Linked DNA regions of Mus musculus: all the other regions are linked to region 6. Evidence: chromatin contacts called from public HiChIP or PLAC-seq and promoter capture Hi-C data. All regions are on one chromosome and are shown on one strand. Each heading gives the region's core, a stretch centred on a gene start, on an enhancer-like site or on the middle of the called end of the contact. The rest is flanking DNA. Distances are from core to core; before and after follow the strand shown.

The links. Promoter capture Hi-C pulls out the DNA fragments that hold promoters and counts their contacts. HiChIP or PLAC-seq counts read pairs in DNA pulled down with a chosen protein or histone mark. Capture Hi-C pulls out chosen DNA fragments and counts their contacts.
Region 1: a contact with region 6 is called in an HNF4G HiChIP or PLAC-seq map of pancreatic cancer cells. The contact joins the enhancer-like site here to the promoter of Rnf213 in region 6. A contact is called at or near these places in 2 of 39 promoter capture datasets (liver and pre-B cells), 1 of 484 Hi-C or Micro-C datasets (embryonic stem cells), 4 of 115 datasets of contacts at active chromatin or transcription factors (embryonic stem cells, large pre-B cells and pancreatic cancer cells) and 1 of 9 other capture datasets (pancreatic islet).
Region 2: a contact with region 6 is called in a promoter capture Hi-C map of liver, with 2.2 times the contacts expected there. The contact joins the promoter of Tepsin here to the promoter of Rnf213 in region 6. A contact is called at or near these places in 3 of 39 promoter capture datasets (hippocampal neurons, liver and pre-B cells), 5 of 115 datasets of contacts at active chromatin or transcription factors (bone marrow-derived macrophages, embryonic forebrain, embryonic stem cells and 2 more) and 2 of 9 other capture datasets (adipose tissue and liver).
Region 3: a FOXA1 HiChIP or PLAC-seq map of pancreatic cancer cells shows a contact between it and region 6. The contact joins the enhancer-like site here to the promoter of Rnf213 in region 6. A contact is called at or near these places in 3 of 39 promoter capture datasets (the 3T3-L1 cell line, liver and pre-B cells), 3 of 115 datasets of contacts at active chromatin or transcription factors (embryonic basal ganglia, embryonic stem cells and pancreatic cancer cells) and 1 of 9 other capture datasets (pancreatic islet).
Region 4: a FOXA1 HiChIP or PLAC-seq map of pancreatic cancer cells shows a contact between it and region 6. The contact joins the enhancer-like site here to the promoter of Rnf213 in region 6. A contact is called at or near these places in 5 of 39 promoter capture datasets (liver, maxillary cranial neural crest, pre-B cells and 1 more), 3 of 115 datasets of contacts at active chromatin or transcription factors (bone marrow-derived dendritic cells, large pre-B cells and pancreatic cancer cells) and 1 of 9 other capture datasets (adipose tissue).
Region 5: a promoter capture Hi-C map of liver shows a contact between it and region 6, with 4 times the contacts expected there. The contact joins the promoter of Slc38a10 here to the promoter of Rnf213 in region 6. A contact is called at or near these places in 2 of 39 promoter capture datasets (liver and pre-B cells), 1 of 484 Hi-C or Micro-C datasets (embryonic stem cells) and 7 of 115 datasets of contacts at active chromatin or transcription factors (bone marrow-derived dendritic cells, embryonic forebrain, embryonic stem cells and 2 more).
Region 7: an HNF4G HiChIP or PLAC-seq map of pancreatic cancer cells shows a contact between it and region 6. The contact joins the promoter of Lgals3bp here to the promoter of Rnf213 in region 6.

The regions. Positions count from the first base shown.
Region 1 is chr11:120,303,440-120,306,873 of GRCm38.p6, reverse strand. No RefSeq gene overlaps it. Among named protein-coding and RNA genes, the nearest start is that of Mir6935, 42 kb to the left of the region's middle. Within about 2 kb of position 1,618, at least 315 of the 459 cell types and tissues checked have an H3K27ac peak or open chromatin away from gene starts, as enhancers often do. A contact at or near this core is called in liver, pancreatic cancer cells and pancreatic islet, where this site is marked.
Region 2 is chr11:120,097,119-120,100,566 of GRCm38.p6, reverse strand. It overlaps Tepsin (TEPSIN, adaptor related protein complex 4 accessory protein), which reads left to right and starts at 1,836. Exons shown (of 13, transcript NM_183137.2): 1 at 1,836-1,941; 2 at 2,986-3,058. The coding sequence starts at 1,894. Ndufaf8 (NADH:ubiquinone oxidoreductase complex assembly factor 8) reads right to left here and starts at 1,633. Exons shown (of 3, transcript NM_001110242.1): 1 at 1,502-1,633; 2 at 1,309-1,419; 3 at 143-393. The coding sequence starts at 1,585. The coding sequence ends at 364.
Region 3 is chr11:119,989,607-119,992,971 of GRCm38.p6, reverse strand. All of the region lies in intron 6 of Baiap2 (brain-specific angiogenesis inhibitor 1-associated protein 2), which reads right to left. Among named protein-coding and RNA genes, the nearest start is that of Mir3065, 23 kb to the left of the region's middle. Within about 2 kb of position 1,536, at least 154 of the 459 cell types and tissues checked have an H3K27ac peak or open chromatin away from gene starts, as enhancers often do. A contact at or near this core is called in embryonic basal ganglia and pancreatic cancer cells, where this site is marked.
Region 4 is chr11:119,968,677-119,971,646 of GRCm38.p6, reverse strand. All of the region lies in intron 3 of Baiap2 (brain-specific angiogenesis inhibitor 1-associated protein 2), which reads right to left. Among named protein-coding and RNA genes, the nearest start is that of Gm11767, 27 kb to the right of the region's middle. Within about 2 kb of position 1,371, at least 36 of the 459 cell types and tissues checked have an H3K27ac peak or open chromatin away from gene starts, as enhancers often do. A contact at or near this core is called in pancreatic cancer cells, where this site is marked.
Region 5 is chr11:120,150,086-120,153,216 of GRCm38.p6, reverse strand. Slc38a10 (solute carrier family 38, member 10) reads left to right here and starts at 1,866. Exons shown (of 17, transcript NM_024249.5): 1 at 1,866-2,237. The coding sequence starts at 2,139. It overlaps Gm11769 (a long non-coding RNA gene), which reads right to left and starts at 2,810. Exons shown (of 3, transcript XR_389232.4): 1 at 2,503-2,810; 2 at 1,819-2,379; 3 at 496-1,438.
Region 6 is chr11:119,388,651-119,392,043 of GRCm38.p6, reverse strand. Rnf213 (ring finger protein 213) reads right to left here and starts at 1,945. Exons shown (of 68, transcript NM_001040005.3): 1 at 1,918-1,945. It overlaps Mir1932 (microRNA 1932), which reads right to left and starts at 1,572; the gene lies at 1,483-1,572.
Region 7 is chr11:118,400,262-118,403,436 of GRCm38.p6, reverse strand. Lgals3bp (lectin, galactoside-binding, soluble, 3 binding protein) reads left to right here and starts at 1,478. Exons shown (of 6, transcript NM_011150.3): 1 at 1,478-1,651.

The DNA of each region.
Region 1 (3,434 bases), core at 369-2,868, 920 kb before region 6:
CAGGCATTTGAGGCTGTCTGAGAGCAGCCTGGACAGGAGGAATATGGTAGCAGCTTAGTCAGGCTCCCAGGCAAGGTCTGCTCCTAGTGGGCGACCCACACTCAGGATTCCTGATACTTCTACAATGGGCTTCCCACCACCCCGGTACACCTGGGAAGTCTCAGCTCCCGATGAAGACTTCCTGTTTCTTGCGGGGGGGGGGGGTGGCTGGAGCGACCTGGGAACTGTAGAGCTCCAAATGCCGGAAGCTAAGATGCCCAGGTGCCTGAGGGCACAGGAGCAGCACCATTCCCACACCAAACAGTCCAGCAACGTTCACTCTCTGACCAGCAGAGAGGTTCTCTGGGCTCAAAACAGCAGGAGAGGAATGTGCTTAAAACTTCATGGGGTGGGGATTGTCCTCCCCACCTGCCCCGCCAGACATTCACCATTCCCAGCCACCCAGGGGAAGAAGAGCCCACAGATGTAGCCTCAAATACCCCGTCCTTAGGACAGACACCTGCTAGAGGCCTGGGGCTGAGAGACCTTCCAGAACCCACTAGTGTCAGGCTGTTGGGAGGTGCAGTTCACTGTATCACTTGCTAGGAAGGCACTCTAAATTCTGATAGGGTCTTGTAGACGCCCGGTTCTAGGAGGGGACGTTGGAAATGCACTTCCACACCCCATACTCTCTCTCCTTCACCAACCTAGGCTTGAGCAAGAGCTTCACTAAGTCCACTCATGTTATGGGGATACTGAGGGTTCCCTGACTGACCCCGCACCCCACAGGCTGTGTGGACACTGGGTGCCTGTGTCCACAACCCGCAGCACTGTGGCCTCTCCGCAGCCACAGCTTTGCTGTGTAAAGGGCTGAAGCAGTTTCTAGATGGAGGGTGTTGGGACCAGAGGTCAGACCTGCCTGACTCCCTGACTCCCCCAGTTCAGCCTAGAAAGCTCTCTCTCTGGAGTTTTGCTGGCTCTGGGCTTCTGAGGCACCATTTTCCACTCCAGACAGAGTCCACTACTACCACTGACTGACTGAAGGTTTAGGAAGAGTTAGCACAGATGGGCAGTCAGGGCAGAAGTTCTGTCCCATTCCCACGGAGCCCGTGTGAGTCTTGGATAGGAACGGAGCTCATTCTGCAAACAGGATCAGGTTGGTAAAGATTCTCTCTCGCTAAGCAGTTTCCCACGTGGCCTCACTCTTAAGAAAGATCCAGAGCCCCTCTTCTATCACTGAATGTTAGGTTTTTAGAAACATTCCAAGCTTGCTGCCAGGTTGGTTCTGTTCTTCGCCACAATTCCTAGGAGACAAGGAGAAAACGAGGGTAAGAAACCCGGGAACGGAGAATGAAAGAGCTCGTCCAAGGTCAGACCCTAAGAGGGCTGCGTTGCAGGCGGCTGCTCCTAGTTCGCGTGTGCGAACAAGCGGGGGGTTCCGGGAGGCGCGCAGGGCCGGAGTGGGCGCGCAGGTGGCGGGGCCGGAGCGGGCGCGCGGCGCGGGCGCAAAGAACAAAAGGGCGCCCCACTCCCGTCCCACCCGCCCTCTCTTAGCCAATCGGCTTGGCCTGAGCAGCAGAGGCTCTCTAATTGGCTGCACAGCGACCAATCACACTCCAAGGCTGAGAGCCCCCCCCCCCGCAACCCCACGTGGGGTGATGTTCCTCGCTAGAGAAGGGCGGGGCACGGAGCTGGGCCTCGCTTGGCGCGCCTCGGGGACCTGACGGCGACCCGTGCAGCCCTGGGGGATCCCCTGCGGTCGCCAGTGGACCTCGTAGCCTCCGGTCCCCATGGGGGCGTCGTCAGGCTCCTTCGGCGCCTTGGGAGTGCAGAGCCTCCCGGATGGGAGGTGGTAGGGCAAACACGGGGTTGACCCCCGCTCTCATGGGAGGTGTTGGGGGATGCAGAAGAGCGCCACCTGGGTTTGGCTCGGAGGCTGAAGCTGGTGGGGTGGAGGAAAGGAAGACACGGTCCTGCTGTTTAGTGGCAGAGGCATCAGTTCATTCTTGGATGGAGTCCGGTTTTGACACCTCCTCTCATGCCCTGGGGACACAAAGAGAGGTGGCCTCTGTGCAAGCTTGGGGGCTAGTCCTCCCCAGGCCGTTTCCATTAGTCTCCCCTCCAAACTACTCCATGTGGAACATACTAGAATGTTTTTTGATACGGGCAATTGACACGGTCTTACATTTTTATGGCACCCTCAGACGGGACATTTGAGGAGAGTTGAATAAATGGAAAATACATGACTTAAAGGAGGAGATGTCTAGTACCCAAGCCGGCAACCAAGGGGAGCTGCCTCCACCCTAGACAGGGAGGGCAGTTGCAGTGGAGAAAGAGGCCCGTTTAGGAGCTGTGACCTTGGAAAGGGGACTCAGTGACCTGACAGGGAGGTGCTGGGTGGTGCAGCACCAGCTTGCCAGCGCTTCCCACTGGCCGAATGGAGGCCCAAGCTGGAGCAAAGGAACCCAGGCCAACACTGCCTGCAGCCATTTTCTGCTATGGGTAGGGAGATGGGGTAATGGTGGGGATAGCTGTGGTGGTGTGTCAGGGTGCTGAGGCCCAGCAACAGGAGTGTGTCCTGCGCTTGTACTCAAGTGTGAATAGAGTCTTAGGAAACATTGGGTTTCGTTTGTGAGCAGTAGGCATATGTAACATAGGTGAGGCCCTGAGGCCGTCCACCTGTGCAGCCTTGGGATGGATTGGATGGGACTGGGCAGAACCTTTGTTCCCACAGAAGACAGCCTGCAAGGCACAGAGTGGTCTCAGGGCAATAGTAGGGACCTAAACTCTGTCTCAGGGACTTGGGTCCTGCTTACTGGTGTCCTGGGGCCCCGCCCTGGGGAAAAAACGGGCACAGACCAGGCATGGAAAAGTTTGTGGTCCAGATGAAGATGTGCGGGAACCACAAGAGGTCTAGAAAGGCTCCTCACAAAAAAATGGGAGCCAAGGAGAGGTGTGGAGCTTGATGCGGCGTTTAAAGGCCGCTAGGACTTGGGTGGGGGGCAAGGCACAGAGAAAGGCGCAGAGCAGGGAGGTGATACCAGGTGTCCGGAGAATGTGGCCCATGGCGGGTGTGGTCGTGTGCAGCGGGCCTCTGACAAGAGGAAGGCGGGGGACACTGGCAACACCCCTCCTCCGTCATAAGGTGGTAATGATAGGATTATCTGGGAGGCTGCAAGGAGGATGTGCTGTGTGCAGTCCAGTGTCTTGCAATTGACAATTGCAGGCTCAGTGCACGCATATACACTGTCAGTACAGGCTCTGGTCACAGTCAAGGAGACGCGGGCCGTGGGTGTGTGGGCCGAGTCTTCTGTGTGGATACTGTGGAGGATTTCCAGTAAGGATAGCTCCCTTGCTCTTCTATCCTGCATTGTCTGAAGTTGCTGTCCTATATAGTTCACAGGTCTGGCCCCGGAGTCCTCGGCCTCCTGCCTACCTCTACGCAGCCTTCTTGT
Region 2 (3,448 bases), core at 587-3,086, 710 kb before region 6:
TGTCTCTGCCTGCTGAGTGCTGGGATTAATGGTGTGCACCACCACACCCAGCTGAGAGCAGAGTTCTATGGTCCAGACCTGCCACCTTTGTGGGGTGGGGGTGCAGGTGTCCTCTGAATACATTGTCCTTGGGAGAGACCAGTTCCTTATACCATGCTTTATATATAAAAGTCTGAAACTATACAAAATTAAATCATCTTCATGTTACATCTCAACCAAATCCAGATCCTCATGTACACACTGCCGGGAAACAGCCCTGCCCTGCCTGCCCATGGTTCAGGGTGGGAGGAACCATTACACAGCAGGAACTCTGCTGCCCATATGCGTGCTGTCAGGACAGGGCCTCCACGCCCACCGCTCTTCCTAGGAGCCTCCCATCATGGTCTTCTTGGCCTGGAAGAGAAAGCATTTTGTTTCAGTGACTTATTTCCAGTTTAGATATGGCTTAAAGCAAGACATCTACCACATCAAATGCCACCTTATCCCAACCACGCTAAAGAACTGAGATGCTAGTGTGTCTCGGGGGGTCCCAGCCTGGGCTCACCTACAGAGGACGCCTGGCCCCTGTGACTGAGAGTTTCTGTTATGAGATGGGCAGGGATGGAGGGGGAACCACAGGGGGGTGCCTTTATCTGGTCCAGGCAAAGCAGCAGATGGAGTCACACAATTCTGGTCAGCCACAGAGAGGGTGGCAGGGACAGCAGAAACTCTGAGCATTAGGAGTGTGTTTAGGGTTTCAATGACAGCTGCTGGCCACCAACCACAAGAGTAAAGGCTTGTGTCAAGTTAGAAGGAACAAGAAAAGCGCAACACCTGACGACTGAACAGCCTCTGCCGGGAAACCAAAGGCTGTATGTAGGTGAGGCTGGGCTGTAGTCAACTCAAACACTGCTCCTCATTCCCGCCGAGGCTACTGTGGACCTGCTTCTGATGCAGTGTGTCTGTCACCCTGGGTTCTTAACCACCGACCCTAGCTCTAGTGGAGGGGTCATGGGCAAAAAGGCCAGGATCAAGAACCCAAGCGGCTCTCAGCATCGCTTCCGTGCTGCAGGGAGAACCTGCTGCGGACCTTGCACTTTACTCCTCGGGGACAGGGTGCGTCAGGGGTGCGTGCCTAGCAGGACACTGCCCTGGCATCTAGCAGGAATTGCTGGGAGAAACCAAGTGGAGCTGGGGTCGGTCTCATCGGGTTGCCCATCGGCAAGACGCCAACAGCTAACTGGAGGCCCTGTCCCCTTGTCACTGGAGTTGCTTGGCGGAAAAGAGGACGCCAGACAGAGATGACGTAGCAGGGACACGCCCACCTACCGCGGCGGCGAAGCAGCTCCGCAGGGCCTCGAACTCGCGAACGCAGAGGTCCTTACTCAGGCGGCCTCCTGGGGCGGTGGACGCCTGCACGCACTTGCCATAAGCCGAGGCCTGAGGGAAGACGGGACAGTACAGGGACCTGACCCGAGTCGCCACCCATCCCGCTTCCGCTTCCGCTCCGTTCGCTCCGTACCTCAGCTCCACAGGCCGCCAGATGCTCGGGGAAGGCTCGGAAACGGCTCCGCACACGCCCCCACACCGCTCCGTTCACAGACATGAGCGGTCCTTTTAGGCTCTCGAGGGCGCCGCCATCTTGGGCCCTGCCTCTTCCGGAGTCGAACGCGTGAACATCCGGACTCTCCGCCTATCCTATTTTCTGGTTGGTCAGAGTCACAGTCCTGTGCTTCTGTAATTGGTCGCCGTTCTTGTCCGTCTCTTGCTGAGACTTTGGATTGGCTGAGACGCAGATGTTCCCGCCTTCGTGCCCGCCCCTTGCGAGCGATTGGTCGGGGGAGCGAGAGGAGCGCGACGATTGGAGGATCGAAGCCTGGCGGAAGCGGGGCAGTTTGGGAGGTTACCTGGACCATGGCAGCTGTGCCGCCCCTGCGGGACCGCTTGAGCTTCTTGCATAGGGTGAGTGAAACTCGCCGGGTGTGCTGACCTCCGGCGCCCGGGAACCTCGCTAGATTAGCGGGGACAGACACTGTCCAGCAGCTGCCGAGAATGAGTGTGCCTGCCGTGATAGCAGAAGGTTAACCCCAAGGGCGGCGGGCGATCTCCAGCGGGGCCCATCGGCTCTCCCCAGGCTTCATTTCAGAAGATCCTGGAAGCTCGTACATCTCTGGGGGACAGGGGGCATCTGGAAGGCCATAGCCACGGGGTGGCGAGAGCGGAGCCTGCTGCCAGCTGTTGACTGCAATAAATTGATTGCCTTGAGCTTTCTGACTGGATCTTGAGGGCACTGAGTGGCCCCAGGGACCCTTCTTAGGCTTTTAAGAGTCCCTGCTACAAGAGATCAGATCACTCAAGTCTGGGACAAGATCTGAAGTACTGAACTGTGCAGCTCCCTCCCTACAGATCCCCTTGAAGGCACTGTAGACAAATAGCACGGTGAAGACATACTTGTCTTAAATGTTCCTAAACCTCGCCCTCTCATCCAGATACTGATGGATGAGATGAGGTGTTCCCAGATTTCAACCAAGTAAACACCATAGGCTTGCAGGGACACGCAAGGAAGTAAGTAAGCAAGCACAACCAAGCTGATTCATGACTCAATAAGATGGAAGTTTGCTATCTTCAAGGAACCTTAAAGTCCCCAAGCTGAGCGGTTCTCACTCTTTGGGTCTGTACCCAGTAGTCTCACCCATCCAATGCACAGAAAGCCCTGAGATTCTTTCTGTTGCTGTTACTTAGTGTAGGAGGCAGGGGCTGAACCTCATCTTGACCTCGTTAGAGAACCTTTGTTGATTTTCCTCTTTCCCGGGTCACTCCTCCATGCCAGAGCAGAGCCTGTTTGCAGCTCTGCTTTGTGGCCCTTAGGGTGACTGTGGCCCTGCCCAGACTCTCTCCTGGGCAGTTTTAGCCCCAGTCAGCATGAGGCTTGCTTCCATTCCCTTCAGTGGCTGGGACCTACCCTGTCTAAGATGGCAGCTCACCATGGCCCTCATTCCCCTACAGCTCCCCATCCTGTTGAAGGGGACCTCAGATGATAGCATCCCATGTCCAGGCTACCTGTTTGAAGAGATCGCCAGTATCCTTCTGCACTGTTCCCATTGGTGGGTTTAGTGTTTAGTACGGAGGGGATCCTGACATAGCAGGAAGGGATACTGCATCAGGGTGGGGTTTTCTGCTATTCCAGGAGCACTGACAACTTCTTTTTTTGGATTTTCGAGACAGGGTTTCTCTGTGTAGCCCTGGCTGTCCTGGAACTCACTTTGTAGACCAGGCTGGCCTCGAACTCAGAAATCTGCCTGCCTCTGCCTCCCAAGTGCTGGGATTAAAGGCGTGTGCCACCACCGCCCGGCTCACAGACAACTTCTTTTTCCTACTATCCAGATGTGTGTGGCAGTAGGATTTGGGGGAAACACCAAGAACTGCAATACCAATAGTGTAGAGACCAGGACACCCTAAAAGTTCCAGG
Region 3 (3,365 bases), core at 287-2,786, 600 kb before region 6:
GAGGCTCCTGTCACCTACAGTTTCTTTTGCCTCAGAGTCGTAGCTCCAGCAGCTATAGAATGGTCTCAAGAGATACTGACTGAGGAGACCCAGGGAAGCCTGCTGCTGGAGAGAGAGCATGGGCACCCACCACTGAGGATGTGGAGAGCGGAACAGGTGAGCAAGCCTTAGATTGTTTCATGAATATCATATGCAGGTGAAGAGAGGCCTTCATCAAAGACATATGGATCACTATCCCTGGGATAGCATGTGCCTGGTGAGGGGTCTTCACCATAGAGCATGAACTGAAAAATGACCTATCCCTCGCCTTTTCATCTGGGTTATCTGGGTTTCACCTGGGCATCCAATCTGGGTGGCCTTGGGAGCCCCCTCAATCCTCAAGATACTCTGGGCTCAAGAGAGATATGTGGTCAAATGATTCCATAGGATTCTGAGAGCACTGCTTTCCCCAAGCCCCATCTAAAGACGCAATCCCTTTGAAGCCCCTGAGGTCACAGGTACTTCTCTGGCCACCAACAGCGGTCTTGTCCCAACTACTCTTGAGCTTCCTGGGGGAAACATAACCTACCCAGGAAGGTTCTTGTCAAAAAGCCCAGGACCAGTGCAACCTCCAGACCTGACTATCTATTCTGAATGTGCCAAGACAGAGGGGTAGGGGAATTCAGAGAGTCCAGGGATGTCAACTTCACAGGGACCAGGGAGAAGGTGGTATCAGGTGACATTTGGCAGTTGACATTTAGTGGGGATAGTCACAAACTGTAAAGATAAAGGGATTTTGGGGATGGGTGGATGTGCTGACACATACCATGAAGACAGACGTTCCAACTGGAAGTGTATAGCTCAGTGGTAGGCGCCTGCATAGCACAGGAGATGCCCTGGGCTCCACCTCAGCCTGGCACAGAGGTGTGTGCTGCACACCAGCATTCCCAGCACTCCTGAGGGTCTCCTCAGCGATATAGAGAATGAGGCTCACCTAGAATCCCTGAGATCTTGCCATTTTAAAACCAACCAACCTAAGAGAATGCTCCTGCCTCTGTGTTTGTTTCTGTTTGTCACTGCTGAATCCTTATCCACCTGCCTAGAGAACCCACATCCTAGGGACCCCCATACTTGGCTGGGGTGGTCCGTGGCAGTGACTTGTATCAGTTATATGTAGTTTACAATTTGAAAGAAAGCCTCAATCAATAGATAGAAGCCATCCACACCAACAGAAACCACTGGACAGAGCTATGCTATAAGAATGTGTGTGGAACTTGGTTTCATAGCTAAACCTTACTATGATAATCAAACTGCCCAAGTGTCAAGGAAGGGTCTATTTACACCCAGGTATACGCAGACGCCTCTCTAGTGCATCTCTTGCGCCCACCCCTCTTAGGCTGAACTCCCACCAGCCTGGAGCAGCTGTTGCAGAAGCGCTTCCTAAGGCGACTGTCTTCCAGCAGGGGGCAGGCCTGAGCTGCCAGGGTGCTCACAGCTGACTCACAGCCACCTCGGCGGAGCTCTGACTCAGCGTGGGTGGGCGGCTGAGCTGTGGGCGGCAGAGGGGGTTGGAGCAGGCTGTTCCCTTAGCATCTCCCCACACAAGGCTCAGCTGGAGGGACAGAAGAGGGGGAAGCCCAGCTGGGTGGGGGCTGGTCTCCACCGAGGCTATCGGTGCCAACTCTGCCTACCAGCCAGCACCAATCTCTCCAAGGTCAAGGCCTGCCATACTCACACCCTTGCCACCAAACCTACACAGATTGCTGCTTCTGCCCTGCAGCCCCACACTAAACTCCTGCCCTCCCCACTGACAGGACCAGTCTGAGAAGGCCTGAGAATAGGTCTTGGTCCTCTCAAGCGGCAGCAGGGCCCAGCCATAAGGTCTGCCAGGTGGGACTCAAGACAGTTATTGTAACAAGAGAAGTCAAAATAGCAGGTGAGAGTGGTGTTCCAGCCTGACAGTGGGTTCTGCTGCTGTGATGGGGGGGGGCGGGGGGGGCGCGTTCCCTCCTCCCTCTCTGATCCTCTTCTCTCTTCTCTCTCCTCCACAGCGTCAAGTACTTTTCCTTCGGTTATGCAACATGCGCCTACCAGGGCTTCCTGCTCCCTGAACCTCCCCTGCACTCCAGGGTCCTCTGGGAAGTAGGGGGTGGGGCACGAGTCTTGTTGCCCCCACAGGAGCTGTGCTGGGAGGACTCCAGGGAGTCTTGGAGGAGGCTCAGCCTGGGTGTGAGCTCCTTCCCAAGCTTTAGAGAAGAGTGGTGGGATGAGACCAGACATACTCTGGGTCAGGAAGGAGTGGGCTATTCTCCAGGAGAGGAGCACACCTGCCAGTCACCATATAGGGCTTAGCACTGGCCTCTTGGATCCCACTCATTCCATCCCAGGCATCAACTGTCTGGTGCTGGGGCTCTCTGGTCTTCAGGGCTGAACTAGGCTGTGAGTAGAGTTCCTCCTATGACTCCTGTTCCTCTGGCACAGGGATGGACACACGGACACACACACACACACACACACACACACGTACACACACACACGTACGTCTCAGCTTGGTGGCCAGCTAAGGAACAGTCAAGGTTCTGAAGGCTAGGGTGGACCCTTGCGCCACTGCCCTTTCCAGAGACTTCTCAAGGACAACAACAGGCAAAAGGGCTCAGCAGCAGAGTCTTACAAGCAGAGCCGAGGTGCTGTGACAGGAGAGAGAAGGTGCCAGTGATAATCTGCATCATTTCGTTATCTTGGGACTTCAGAAAAGAGGCACCACTTGGAACGGTCACCTAGGACATCAGCATAAACCAGGCCACAAGGCCCCCTGGGTCTCCTTGCCCTGAGAACAGCACCTTCCAAACTGAGGCCTGAAGCCAGCCCACCAGCAGCAGTTTCTGGGTTTGTAGGCTGCGCACTACCTTTACAGAGGCTTTCAGCTCCCTGGGGTACAGGGCACCGGTGTGGGGCCCGGCCTCATTAGCAGGGTCTGACAGCCTGAGTTAGGAGAGCATGGCGTCTTATTTTTAAGATTTCCATTTACTTATGCACCCCCAGGAATAAGTGTAACCTCACAGGTCACACTTCTGCACCTAGGGGTGGTCCATGAAAAGGGGAGGGGACAGAGCATCAGAGCAGTGCACTTAGAAGGACTTTAAAATCCCCAGCTTGAGGGGGGTGCAGCTAGAGCCCTGGACCACATACCAGCCTGGGATGGCATCACCAGCTTCAGCCTGACCTGGGAGAAGGTCCTAAGGCAGCAGGCAGCAGCACAGCGAAGCCTGCCATTGACATGTGGCTGCCACTTCTGTCTAGGAATAACAACCGACTTCCCTGACCTCCTTTTCCAGGCCACCGGCTCCTCTCAGACAGCCCACAATTTTGCCAGGAAGATCCTGGAA
Region 4 (2,970 bases), core at 122-2,621, 580 kb before region 6:
CCCAGCTGAGCAAGGGCTAAATGCTGCTTGTCCCCATTACTATAGGCACAGCATCCCCTGCTGAGAGCCGTTGCTCAGACAGCCCCATCTTCTGAGCAGCAAGGGTGAGCGAAGCATGAAAAAAATAAATAAGAGAAAAGAGCCCCCAGGGTCTCTGAGTAGTAGGTCCCTGGTGGTCTCCTCACAGAGACAGAGGGCGCACTGCCCTCTGAGATTCTTCCACCAGGTGCCAGGATGGGTGTGGTGGCAAACCTGCAGGGGTCCCAGCCAGACCCCAAGTCATGCTCATGCAGCCAAAGATCAGTGCATAGTCCTGTGTCCTAGATCTCAGTGGGTTCCCTGGGCATTTTGTGGAGAAGCCAGCTGGCAGGAATAAGGGTCCAGGAGAACTAAGTTTGCTTTACATACCATCAGGGACTCTGCTCCTGGACCCTCCAAAGTAAGAAAGGAAAACACACACACACACACACACACACACACACACACACACACACACCACCAGAGGTGCCAGTCAGTCAAACCCTTGCAGGTTCAGGAAACTGGATCCAGCGGCCACAGGACCCCATGTGAGCCCCAATTTTAAGCAGCATCTGAAGACCATCCCAGAAGGACACATTAATAAGCACAGCTGTAACGTGGCCACTGTGTTCTCTGCTGGAAGAGAGACAGGCTTCCCTCAGACCATGGGAGTGGCTGAAATGCTCCATATGCAAAGTCTTAGAGGGTGGCAGACAGGGACTGCTTCTCTGTAGTCAGCAGCCCAGGTGGAGTTGCAGGGTCTGGAGAGGAGGCACCTGCATCCCCTGTGTGATTGGAGATGCTATAGCTTCCTAGAGGTCAGTTTGCCCCCAGAGCACAGTAGGAGCCTAACAGTAGGAGCCCTGTGCTACTGGCTTGTCAACAGTGGGTGCTCGACTGCTGAGCACCCCAGTCATTCTGAGAGGAGGCAGAACTGCCATCCTCTCCGCAGTAGCAGAGGGGCTCTATGCCAAGGGGTCAGCTGCTCAAACCTGGCTGGAAGCACACATTACCTTCCAGAGCCTTCTGAAGCAAATATCCATAATGCTCAATTATTCTGGTGGCTTCTAGAGCGGAAAGGCACCTCTGAGAGCTAATTAGCATACGCCTGAACAAGGCCCGAATATAGAGCTCTCATTAGGTGAAGACAGACAGCTGAGGGGGCTGCCAGGGCACCGTGCTGTTAAAACCACCGGGAGGCAAGAGGGGCGGACAGGAGGTGAGACAGTCAAACCCTCCCTAACCTCCCCCCCTCCCCACTGGACAGTTACCAATCCTGCCTTCTCTCAGCTACTCTCCACACACTGGTTCCTCAGACGCTCTTCGCCCATCTATGGGAAAGCCAGAGTGGAATGCGGCCAAGGGGTGACCAAGAGAAAAATCAATGGCTGTGTTGCCATGGTGATAGCGGTAGACAGCAGAGCTTATAGTCATGTTGTTCTGAAACAGAACAAGTCCAAAAGCCACCTCAATGTCCATGTTGTGACAACAGTTGTACCATGGATACTAGGGACTCTGAGGAAAGTAGGGAGAGGCAGGGCCAAGTTCAGGCTGGCATCCAATGTCACCACTGTCCTGAGTCACTGACCACTATTTCCATCTTGCCTGCTCAGGTTCCTGGACCAGTGTCATCCAGGGGACTGCTCCTATCTGAGGATTTTCAGGCACCTTAGTCAGTTGTGGACCACATGTCTTCGAGTCATTGTACAGAGGCAGCTGCTGCACAGGTCCCACTGTGGCAAAGAGACAAAGATGTTGGGACAAGACCTAATGTCCTCCCCATATAGGTGAGCAGTCAGAATCTTCCGAGGGAACAGGCTCTCGGGGCCACTCCCTGCCCTTGTCCACTAGAGATCATCTCAGTGAGACCTGCTGGTCCTCAGTCCTGTCTGACTCTTCTTCTACCTGGTGTCTGTAAGGAGACTCAGGTCTGACTGGAGAAGGAAGTGACCATGTCCCCACTCCCATCCATGGCGCCTAAGCTCCTTTGGTAAAGCAAACTTGACCCTTTGTGTGAGAAGCCAAGCTCCTGCCCACAGTGGACACATAGAGTCCACTATCTTCTTTCTGGGTAAATTTACCCCTTAAAATCAGCCGATCCGAGGGAACAAGCATACCTCAAAGGCTGGTTAGCAATGTTGCTTTGTCAGCCTGGTACAGCATCAACTCTGAGTCCTGAGCAAGCGTCACAGGGTAGGAAGCCCGACAGGGACAGGCGCCCAGGCCATCAGCACTTTCACATGCTCAGCAGCACCAAGACCTCAGAACTCTAGTGTCTAAGCAGAAAGAAGTACTACTGATGTGGAAGACACCAGCAACTCGAGCCGAAGTCCATTCTGGGATCCAGCTACCCTGGGGATTTGACAAAAGTTCCAGCAGACAGACAGACGGGGGGTGAAAGGTGGATGGGCAGCTCAGAACCTTCCTGAGGGCTGCTGTCCCACAGACCAGCGCCTGTCTGATGACTGGGCTCCAGTCTGCCTTTCATCTCTTCAGCATTCACTGTCCTCTGACACTTCAGAGACGCGTCTAGCATTCCTAGACATTGTGTGGATGTGGGACTGTCTATGCCATACTCACTTCAGCTCGCAGGCTATCCAGGACATGTCTGAGCCCATTCTTCAGTGATACACTACTTTCATGAGACTCCAGGTCAGGAATCAAGTGTTTCCAATATAAAACTTATACCAAGGATGATGTAACACAAGCCCAGAGTTGTTAAAAGATTTCAGTTATTAAAAAGATAGGACCTGTTACTGTTAGTTAAAACTCGTTTTTAGATTTATTTTATATATACACAAGTGTTTTGTCTGCATGTGGATATGTGTACCAGTCAGGCCCACAGCTGGTTGTGAGCTAATATGGATTCTAGAAGCTGATCCCAGGTTAACTGCTTAGCCATCACTCCAGCCCATTTTTTAGTTTTTTCACACAGAATCTCATGTAGCCTTG
Region 5 (3,131 bases), core at 617-3,116, 760 kb before region 6:
GTCTCTACTGTATGGTGCCACTAGGAGAGAGTGGAGAGGGAGTGTCAGAGTGGCCTGCTTTGTGATTGTGATGGTGTCTAGACCTCCAGGCTCCTTCCCACCTGTTGCTCCACTTCTGCTCAGGTCCTGCCCTGTTCCCAAAGTGTAAGATGGCTTTCTATCACCATGTTTATGTCTATGTTCCCAATCCCATGATGAACTGAAAAGTTACCTGCTTCTTCTTCTTCTTCTTCTTTCTCTCTAAGTACACTGTAGCTGTCTTCAGACACACCAGAAGAGGGCATCCGATCTCATTACAGATGGTTGTGAGCCACCATGTGGTTGCTGGGAATTGAACTCAGGATCTCTGGAAGAGCAGTCAGTGTATCTCTCCAGCCCTGAGCAGCCCCTTCTTAGGGATGAACATCAGATACATGAATATGGAAACACAGAAACGGGTCAGATAGATTGTGGACAATGACTTCACTTACAAACGATGAATACAGACACTTAGTATTTTGGTTTTTTCTTTTTAAAGATTTATTTATTTAATGTATATGAGTACACAGTTGCTGTCTTCAGACACACCAGAAGAGGGCATTGGATCCCATTATGATGTGGTTGCTGGGAACTGAACTCAGGACTTCTGGAAGAGCAGTCAGTGCTCTTAACCACTGAGCCATCTCTCCAACCCTATTCTGGCTTTGTATTCAATTACTCCTTTTTTTTTTTTTTTGTTCGAGACAGGGTTTCTCCACGTAGCCATGGCTGTCCTGGAACTCACTTATGTAGACCAGGCTGTCCTCAAACTCAAGAGAGCTGCTTGTCTCTGCCTCCTGAACGCTGGGATTAATGGCTCATGCCACCAATTGCTCTTTCTAGCTTTTCCTTTCTCTCTCTCTCTCTCTCTCTCTCTCTCTCTCTCTCTCTCTCTCTCTCTCTCTCATCTCTAGAAGCTGCTCTGCCTGATGCTGGAAGAATTTGTCCCTTGTCTGAGATCTTGCATGGGCCTCAAATTGTTTTCTAGGAGAGCCTCTTTAGGCAGCTTGAAGTTCCTCCTTGCATGCACAGCTCTGGCCTCCTGGAATCATTGTGGGGTCTTTCTTGGACCTCAGGTCCCTAGGCCTTCATTCACCACAGACACCACCATAAAGAACACTGCCAGGTGCCAGTAATCCACTTAGGTGTTGGAGCGTTCTCTTTTCTCTAGTCTCTTTAATGTCCATTACTCCAGGAAGAATTCTCATTAGTCCTTCCAGTACAGAAGCCACCATCTCTTGAAATCCTAGATTTCCCTAGTCTCTCCTTTTTACCTTTCCTCTGGTTTTCTTTCATATTAGGGCAGTAGACCATTTTCACCCACTTAGCGTATCAAACAGACACATCTCCATGCTCCCTCCTCCAGGCTGTTGTGACTTTGCTGAGTCTCTGAACCTCCCGGTGTCCCGATGATTTTTATCTGTAAAACGTTAAGTGCTAATTTTGTCCCAATAAGTTGGCATTCAGTCTAGACAGGTCCTCCAATTGTGACCCAAAATCCTTCCTGTGCGCAAGGACCTGAAAATTAACCCTCAAGAGCCCACTCCTCACCTGAAAGGTAGTCCTTCTCTTTCTCTCCTGTTGTTCCACTAGAGGTTGTACCCAGCAAATGACTCTTCTACCAGCGGCCACAGTCACTAGTCTAAGCCTGGAACCCCTAACCCAGATTGTAGCCCCGCCCTGATTCAGACCCCGCCCCACGTCCCGCCGTCCCTCCCCCCACATACTTCTTATTGGCCAGAGTTACGCCTAGCTCCGCCTCTGGGCCCACCCAAACCACGCCTCCTCGGGCATACACACCTACTTCTAGTTGGCTGGCGTCCCGCCTCATCCCGCCCTTTGATACCGTCACTTCCTGGTAGAGTAGGCTCCGAAGGCGGAAGTTTGGGTGCCGGAGGCAGCGAAGCGGAGCTGAGGTGTTGCTAGCGTTGCCTGCGGCGCTTCCGGGTTCCCGCTTCACTCTGGGGAGGCGGAGGCGGGAACCTGGAACCATGGCTATGAGGCTGCTGCGGAGCCTGGCAGGGTCTGGAGGCTGACCTCGCGACGCCTGTCCGCGGCCCCCCCTGCTTCAGGTTTAGGGTTATCTAGGGTCGCTCTGTCCTGGTCCCTAGACCCTCAAAATGACGGCCGCCTCCACCTCCAAGTGGGGGCTGATCACGAACGTGGTGAACAGCATCGTGGGCGTCAGCGTGCTCACCATGCCTTTCTGCTTCAAGCAGGTGAGTCGAGGGCGCGGGGGCATCAGGTTGAAGTGCTCGTTTGGTGGGAAGGGGGTGTGAGCACCGCGGGTCGGGAAGAGACCCAAGCAACGTCCCCGAAGCGAGTCGCGGTCCGGATCTGCGCGCTCAGCGGTTGCTCACACTGTACGGAAAGGCACAGAGAAGGATACGTTAGCGGATTGATAGTGGTTTTGTTGGTCCTGTTTTTGACTCTGACCGACTGCATGGCACGGAAGCATGCCGGTCCTCGGCTTCGGCTACTCACCTTTACTCAAGGCGATTTAAAGCATTCGTTTGGTCTGATCTGTATCATGTGTCACCGCAGTTGGAAAAGCCGGCATACAAAAAAGTTTGGTGTTATTTCTGTGTTGAATGCCACATGAAAAGATGGTCATTTCTACGTGGCTTTGTTGTGTCTGCCAGTGAGTTGCGGAAGCAGATGGAAACGTCAAATTGGGTAATGACTCTCTTAACAAAGGGAGTGGCGGGGTTCCCCGTCGCTCATCCATGCCACGCGGGCTGCTGTCCTGTTCTATTGAAACAGTGGGTTATCAAGGCAGAGACCACTCCTCCTATCTGATGACTCCCAGGAGATGAGGTGGAAGATTAATCCGGGATAGACATTTGGAAGTGAAAATGGGTTGTTGATAATTTAATAGTAGACTAACAACTACTTCGTGTGTTTTGTCGTTCACATCCCAGGCTAAAAATAGAAAACAAGTTTTTTTAATCAATGAGTTTTTGATCCTCAACAACCTATCCTGATTGAGACTGTATCTAGGGTTCCCGGGTAGGGTATTTGATATGGTTAATAGATGTAGACAGGAGGACAGAGCTAGATCCTCTGGGGTGACATCTGTGTTGTGAACCCCAGTGTTGAGTTGTTGGGGGATG
Region 6 (3,393 bases), core at 696-3,195:
CAGCCAATCCGCAATCCTTACTATGCCTCCCCTCAAAGACCCCTAGATCCGTCCCTCTGGTCATGGCACCTCCCTCTCACGCACACCTTTAATAACTCCACCACTTAGGTCCTGCCTTCCCCTCTGCACTTCCAGACTCTCTGGCTGGGCTATAAGCTACATAGACGTGGGAGAGGAGGGCTACCAAAAACCCGGCAGAGAATCCCATGCTGGTAACCCCAGCACTTGAAAGGTGAAGGCAGAAGATAAGGAATTCAAGGCCAGGCAGGGCTCCAAAGAACTTCTTAAAACCAAAACAAGCAAGCAGGGGGCGGGAAACACAAGAGTAACTATGTATCCTTTGTGGGCAACCCACAAACTGCGGGAAACACAAGAGTAACTATGTATCCTTTGTGGGCAACCCACAAACTAAGAATGGTTAAGAATGGGAGTTGGGACTGGAGGCTTTCTAGCAAACAGGAGCTACAGGAAAGGGCAGAGGCTGAGAACTGGGGTCACAGGCTTCATGAAGGTTGGGAGCTAGACAAGGTGGTGGCATTGAACAAGTGCTTTCTCAGGTAAAAGTGTGGTCTGCCTCAGCCCTCTGTCCTCTCTTGAGAGATGTAAATTTCTTTTAAGAAAGCTCTGCTTTTCGTGGGTAGTGGTGGTGCATGCCTTTAATCTGGGGAGGCCGAGCAGGACAGATCTGTGAGTTCGAGGCCAGCCTGGTCTACAGAGTGAGTTCCACGTCAGGCAGGGGCTATAAAGAAACCGGGTCTTGAAGGCCAAAAAAACAAACAAACAAACAACAATAACAAAAACAAAATGGGGGGGCGGAGGAGGAGAAAGAAAGTTCTGCTTCTCAAACCATGAGTCTCACAGAACAAACTGAAACACACCACGGGGTGGCAGGTTATCTCCTACTACAATTTTCGGTTGGTGTGCCCAAAGCCAACACCACCTAAGTCAGTTCTCTAGTGCTGCTCAGGAAACTGAGAAGCCTGGACTAGAGGCAGCCTTGCACAAGTAAGCGGCCAGCGGCACCGCCTCTCCTTTCCACCAGCTAGAGGACCCTTCCCGTGCCTCCCCCCCTGGAAACTGCGAAGCCCGGACTAGAGGCAGCCTTGCACAAGTGAGCGGCCAGCGGCACCGCCTCTCCTTTCCACCAGCTAGAGGACCCTTCCCGTGCCTCCCCTCCACCCCCCGCCCGGGCTAGACTAAGAAAAAAGCAGATGGGTTTGGGCTAGCCCATTGCGAGCGAGCGCACCTCTCGCTGCAGCTTCGGGGACAGGGGAGGCTCCCGGCTTTGACCTAGGTAAGATCAGCGCCCTGGGCACAGACGCCTGGCACGAAAAAGTTCTGGCTTCAGTTGGTGAGGGCAGACATCTGGCTCGCAAAAGTTCTGCTGCAGTTGGTGAGAGCAGATTCCGGGGCGGAGCCTGGGACCGCTTTACGCGAGGACACGGGGTTGTGTAGGTTGGGGGTCCCCGACCTTCCTGGGTGTTGCTGGGGAGCAGGGCCGACCTAGCGCTGTCCGCAACCCGAGAGTTAATGGGGTCGGAGACTCAGGGCCAGGCTGGACCGGCTGCCTGCAGTGAAACCGAAACTTGGAACATGAAGGAAGTGGCCGCTGGGCGCCGGCGCATCAGGACGCAGGCACCATTCAGGGACTGTGACCACAGGGGCCATGAGCCGCCGGCCCACTCTTCCCTAGCAGGACCGGCACCCAATGAAACAGCATCCAGAGCTCCGCATGTCGCCCCGTGGACCCTTGGCCCGAAACACCCGCGCCCTGCCCAACGGGACCTTGCACCCCGGTCCCTGCGCGTCCCTGAGACCCACATCCCGCACCCTAGGCCTCGCGTCACTGCCCCTGGACTTGCATCCCGCTCCTAGCCCAGCACCAGATCCTGGAACCCCGAAGCCCCTCGCTCGCACCTGCAGTGCCCATGCGCCCGCGCGGACTGGCGCGCTTCGATGAGGGGTCACGGGGCCGGCGCCGCCCCTCCGCCTCCTTGGCGCACAGCCTTGCTGGAATTCCCCGCCTGGTGGCGCCGGCCTAGCTCGCTTGTCCAGAGCGACTACAGCCGCTGCGTGCCCACGGCCTTCGAAATCTCACTGGCTCTTGCACCAGGGTTGCACATTCTCCCCCAACCAGGACGGACCGCCCTGAATGGGTGACCATTGATAGGTTCAAACCTCTAGCCCCAGACATCCAGCACCTTGGACAGTATCCAGGATTTAGCCAAGCTGAAGCCACCCACAGAAGGACCTGGAGGACAGCAAGAGTGTTCACCTACAGGTTGCGTGCATGCAAAGTAGAGTGATGGCAAAGAAGTGATGGCAACCCATCACATCGAAGTCCACCAAAAGCCGCTAGCAGTAGTCATTGCTAGTGGACGGCCACACTGTGTGCTTGCACTTTCTCATCTGTGAGTCTCAGTCATGTCCTTTGCCCCCAAAGCTTTTTAACTAAGTATTAGCAAGTGTGGGGAGACCAAGCACTCAAATATCTTGAGCCTATGGGAGCCATTCTTGTTTAAAGTACCACAGTATCTGAGGATGGCCCTGGACTTCTGATCCTCCTACCTGTGTCTTTTTGTTTGGTTGGTTGGTTGGTTTGGGTTTGATTTGGTTTGGTTTTTTGAGACAGGGTTTCTCTGGCTGTCCTGGAACTCACTTTGTAGACCAGGCTGGCCTCGAACTCAGAAATCTGCCTACCTCTGCCTCCCGAGTGCTGGGATTAAGGGTGTGCGCCACCACGCCCGACTTCCTGCCTGTGTTTTAAGGGCTGGGGCTACATGTGCATACCACCATGGCTGGTCTTATGTTGGAATGGAACCCAGGGCTTCTGGATGCTCAGCAAGCACTGTACCAACTGATCTCGGTTCCCAAACCTCCATGCAGCTCTCTCAAAGTCTTCCTCCTATGCACCTCGGGGCCAGACCCTCATCTTCCCAGATTTTTAAAGTTTTTTTTTTAATTGCACTTATTTATGTTGTTGTATTAGAGCCACAGCATGCAAGTGGAGCTCCAAAGACAGTCTTCTGGAACCGCCTGTGGCTTAGTTTGTTCCTTATGGTCATTCTTTACACTTAATGGGTTCCCTCCCTCCTCTGGGGGTGGTGGGGTTGAGTGAGAATGGCTTCCATGGGCTGATATGTCCAAATACTTGGTCCCCTGTTGATTGAACTGTTTGGGAAGAAGTAGGAGGTGTGGCCTTTTCCACAGGAGGTTTGTCACTGGGGGCAGCTTTGAGGTTTTAAAAGCCCATTCCACGCCCAGTATACTCTCTGCTTTCAGATCCAGATGTGAGCTCTCAGCCACAGGCTCTGTGCCCTGCCTCTATCATAATAAACTTAAGCCCTCTGAACCTATATGCCCAATCAAACCATCTCTTTAATAAGTTGCCTT
Region 7 (3,175 bases), core at 229-2,728, 990 kb after region 6:
ATTTGTGTCAGACCTTTTGAATAGTGTTCAAGAGGACAGTTGGGTGTCTTGAGGTAGGAAACCTTACAGTGCTGGTGCCAGGGGAGCTGCAGGGAGCTGCTGGGAATTAGGCCACTGTCTAAACATCATAAGTCTGGGGAAATTTGCCTTTGTAATTTTAGTGTATCTTACATGTTTGGAACTTTTGTCTGCATGCATGTATGTGTACCACGTGTGTGCCTGGTGACCATGGAAATCAGGAGAGGGCATTATATCCTTTAGAAATGGCATTATGGGTGACTGTGAACAGCCATGTGGGTGTTTCAAATGGAACCTGGGTCCTTTGCAAGAGCAGCACGTGTTCATAACTACTGAGCCATCTCCCTAGGCCTCTTTGAATTATATATATATATTTTTACATTTATTTACTGTGTGTGTCTACATGCATGTACATACATGCCACGGTACACTTGTGTAGATCAAGACAGCGTACAGGAGTCAGTTTTCTCTTACAGTGAGTCCCAGGGGTCAAATTCATAGCATCAGGATTGGTTACTGCAAGTCCCTTTACCCGCTGAAGCAGTTTTGGTGGTGGTAGTTTTGTTGTTGTTGTTGTTGTTTTAGGATTTTGTTTCGGTTTTGTTTCTGTTTTTGTTTTTTTCCTTTGAGGCAGGCTTTCTCTGTGTAGCCCTGACTAACCTAGGACTCACTATGTAAACCAGACTAGTTTCTAACTCACAAAGATCCACCTGCCTCTGCCTTCCAGCTAAAGGTGTGTTCCACCATGCCCAATTAGCCCTACTTTAAAAAAAAAGGTATTGTAGAAACCTTTTAAGATTTAATTTTTAAAATTATATGTGTGCATGCATGAGCACACTTGGGTGTGGGTGCCTACAGAGTCTGAGCCCCTGAAGCCAGTTACAGGCTATTCTGAGCCAACCAACATGGGTGCTGGGAGTTGAACTCAGGCCTCCCATAAGAGCAGGTGGTGCTCTTAACCACCAAGCCACTCTAGCCCCCAGCCCTGCTTTCTGCTTTTAGCCTTTATATCGCTATTCTTGTCTCTCAGGACCACTCTGTGGCCCACATACCTTCGCTCTGCGCATGGTAGGTTTGTGCATAAGCTAAGGGCAGCCAGCATTCCCAGGTCCAGGAAAGGATAGTCCAGCCCACATCCACATTCACAGACACGGTCTGACCCGAGCTGCTGCTCCTAGGCCCTCTTTCTGTATCTTTCCACTCTCCTTCGCCAGGATGCCTGCCTGGCCAGCCTGGAGATGTATTTGCTCCAACCATCCCCCAAGCTGCCCCACAGGGTGCCTGCCTGGCTAGCCTGGACTTATATTTGTTTCATCAGCTCAGTATATCAGCTCAGCACAGGGCGCTTGGGTGCCTGCCCTCTGCCCCACAGAGCAGCAAGCAGAAGGCTATTAGCCTTGCTGACAGCCAACCCCAGAAGCAGCCTCTGTCATGTGTTTTCTGAAAATCGAAACTAGGTGAGGTTTACAAAGCATTTCCTGGGACGAGGCTGAGGAAAGCCACATGGTGGAGCTTTTCTCTGCTGAACAGTCTACAGAAGGCTTCCAGTTGCAGCCAGGAAGGAGGCTCCAGGACTGCCTTCAGCCACTGCCTCGCTGCCTGAGGGACAGTTGAGTCCCTCTCTTGCTCCCAGGTGAGTCTCCACTCTACACAGCATGATTTCTGGCAGGCCAGAGCACAGGAGCCAATACAGTTGGGCAGGATGTCCACTGAATGAACAGCTGAAGGGGTGAGTGGGTTAGAGTTTATCCCCGGCCCCCTCCTGGGTCTGTAGATTCTCTCCCAGGACTAAACCTACCTACTCAGTGGTACTGAATGAGCCAGCATAGGCAGGCTTGTCCCATCTTCCCACACAAAGGAGTAGGGCAGAAACAGCCTCTGTCATCCAGTGGACAGCAACATCCACATACACTGCAATGTTCCCAAGGCCTAGAGCGCCTGACCCAGCATGGACAAACCTACGACCACAGTTTATAGTAAATGCAGGGAGTGGGCACCCAGTGCAGTTTGCCTGGGACTCAGGTTTCCCAGAGCCCAGGCCTTCTTGGGATAAAACTGGGGTAATGCCTTGCCACACGGATGTGGGACTCTCTGGCTCCCTCCACCTCCACCAGGGTCCTTGTGGTAGAAGGAGGCCACCCCTGGGCAGACCCTAACCTGTGCTCACTGGCTGTGTCATCTGGAGTCAGTTGGCTCTCTAGCTTCGGCTCTCATTAGGGATGTGGGAACTTTGTGAGTTGTATATTGTTCTGGGTCTGTGCTTGACTAGATGCAGAAGTCTGGTGGGAACCAGTTGGGGGGTGGGGGTGGGGTGCACAGAACTAAGGGCCAAGTCCCACCCATCAGTGTGTTATAGGACTCAACGGTCAGAGCTTATGCCCAGAAAGCTCCCCTGATAGCCAGACTCAGCCACCCATCCTCCATGGTCCAATTAAAAACATAACAGTGAAAAGCCGAAAAAGGAGATTTATTTAATGTGGCCACACTAAGAGGAATCCAGTGGCCTCCCCCATTAATGGCCCAGAGTCTATTAGGGGATATTAACATGAGGTTTACATAGAGGTATACATAGCTAACTGGCTTGCCTGGGCTGTAAATCCCAGAGTGAGCTGTTATTTCCTGGAGACAGGCTTCCTCTCTGGCTATCACCAGGCAACAGCCTTCTCCTTTCAGCGTGAGACTCCCGGGGAGTTCCAGTTCTGCTGTTGCTTCCGCAGTCGGATAGCCAAAGCCTATCCTAGGATCTCTTCACCCCTGCCAAGATGGCTACAAGTGCCCTGGCCCCCTGAGGGCTTGCTCGTGCTGCTCTGGTGCAGAATGTCTGGGGTGGGGGTTGGTCGGTGGGAGAGGGCTGGGGAGGGGCCAATCCTGGTGCTTCTACTGGACCTGAAATATCTCTACTGCTTGTCTCTGGGCCCCTGGTCGGAGTAACAATTTGTGGCTTCCAGTTCCTGCCCAGGAGACAGAGCTCTGTAGCACCATCCACTACCAGTCCCAAGCTGCCTGCTGGGCCTAGAACGAGTCCAGAGTCCATTGAGGCTGCTGCATTTTGTTCTGTGGGTTGCCCCGCTCCTTGCAGGGCCTGAGGGACAATGCCTGGGTGGGGCACATCCTACATACAGGCAAGAGTCTAAGTATTGAGTCCTGTGTGTCAGCA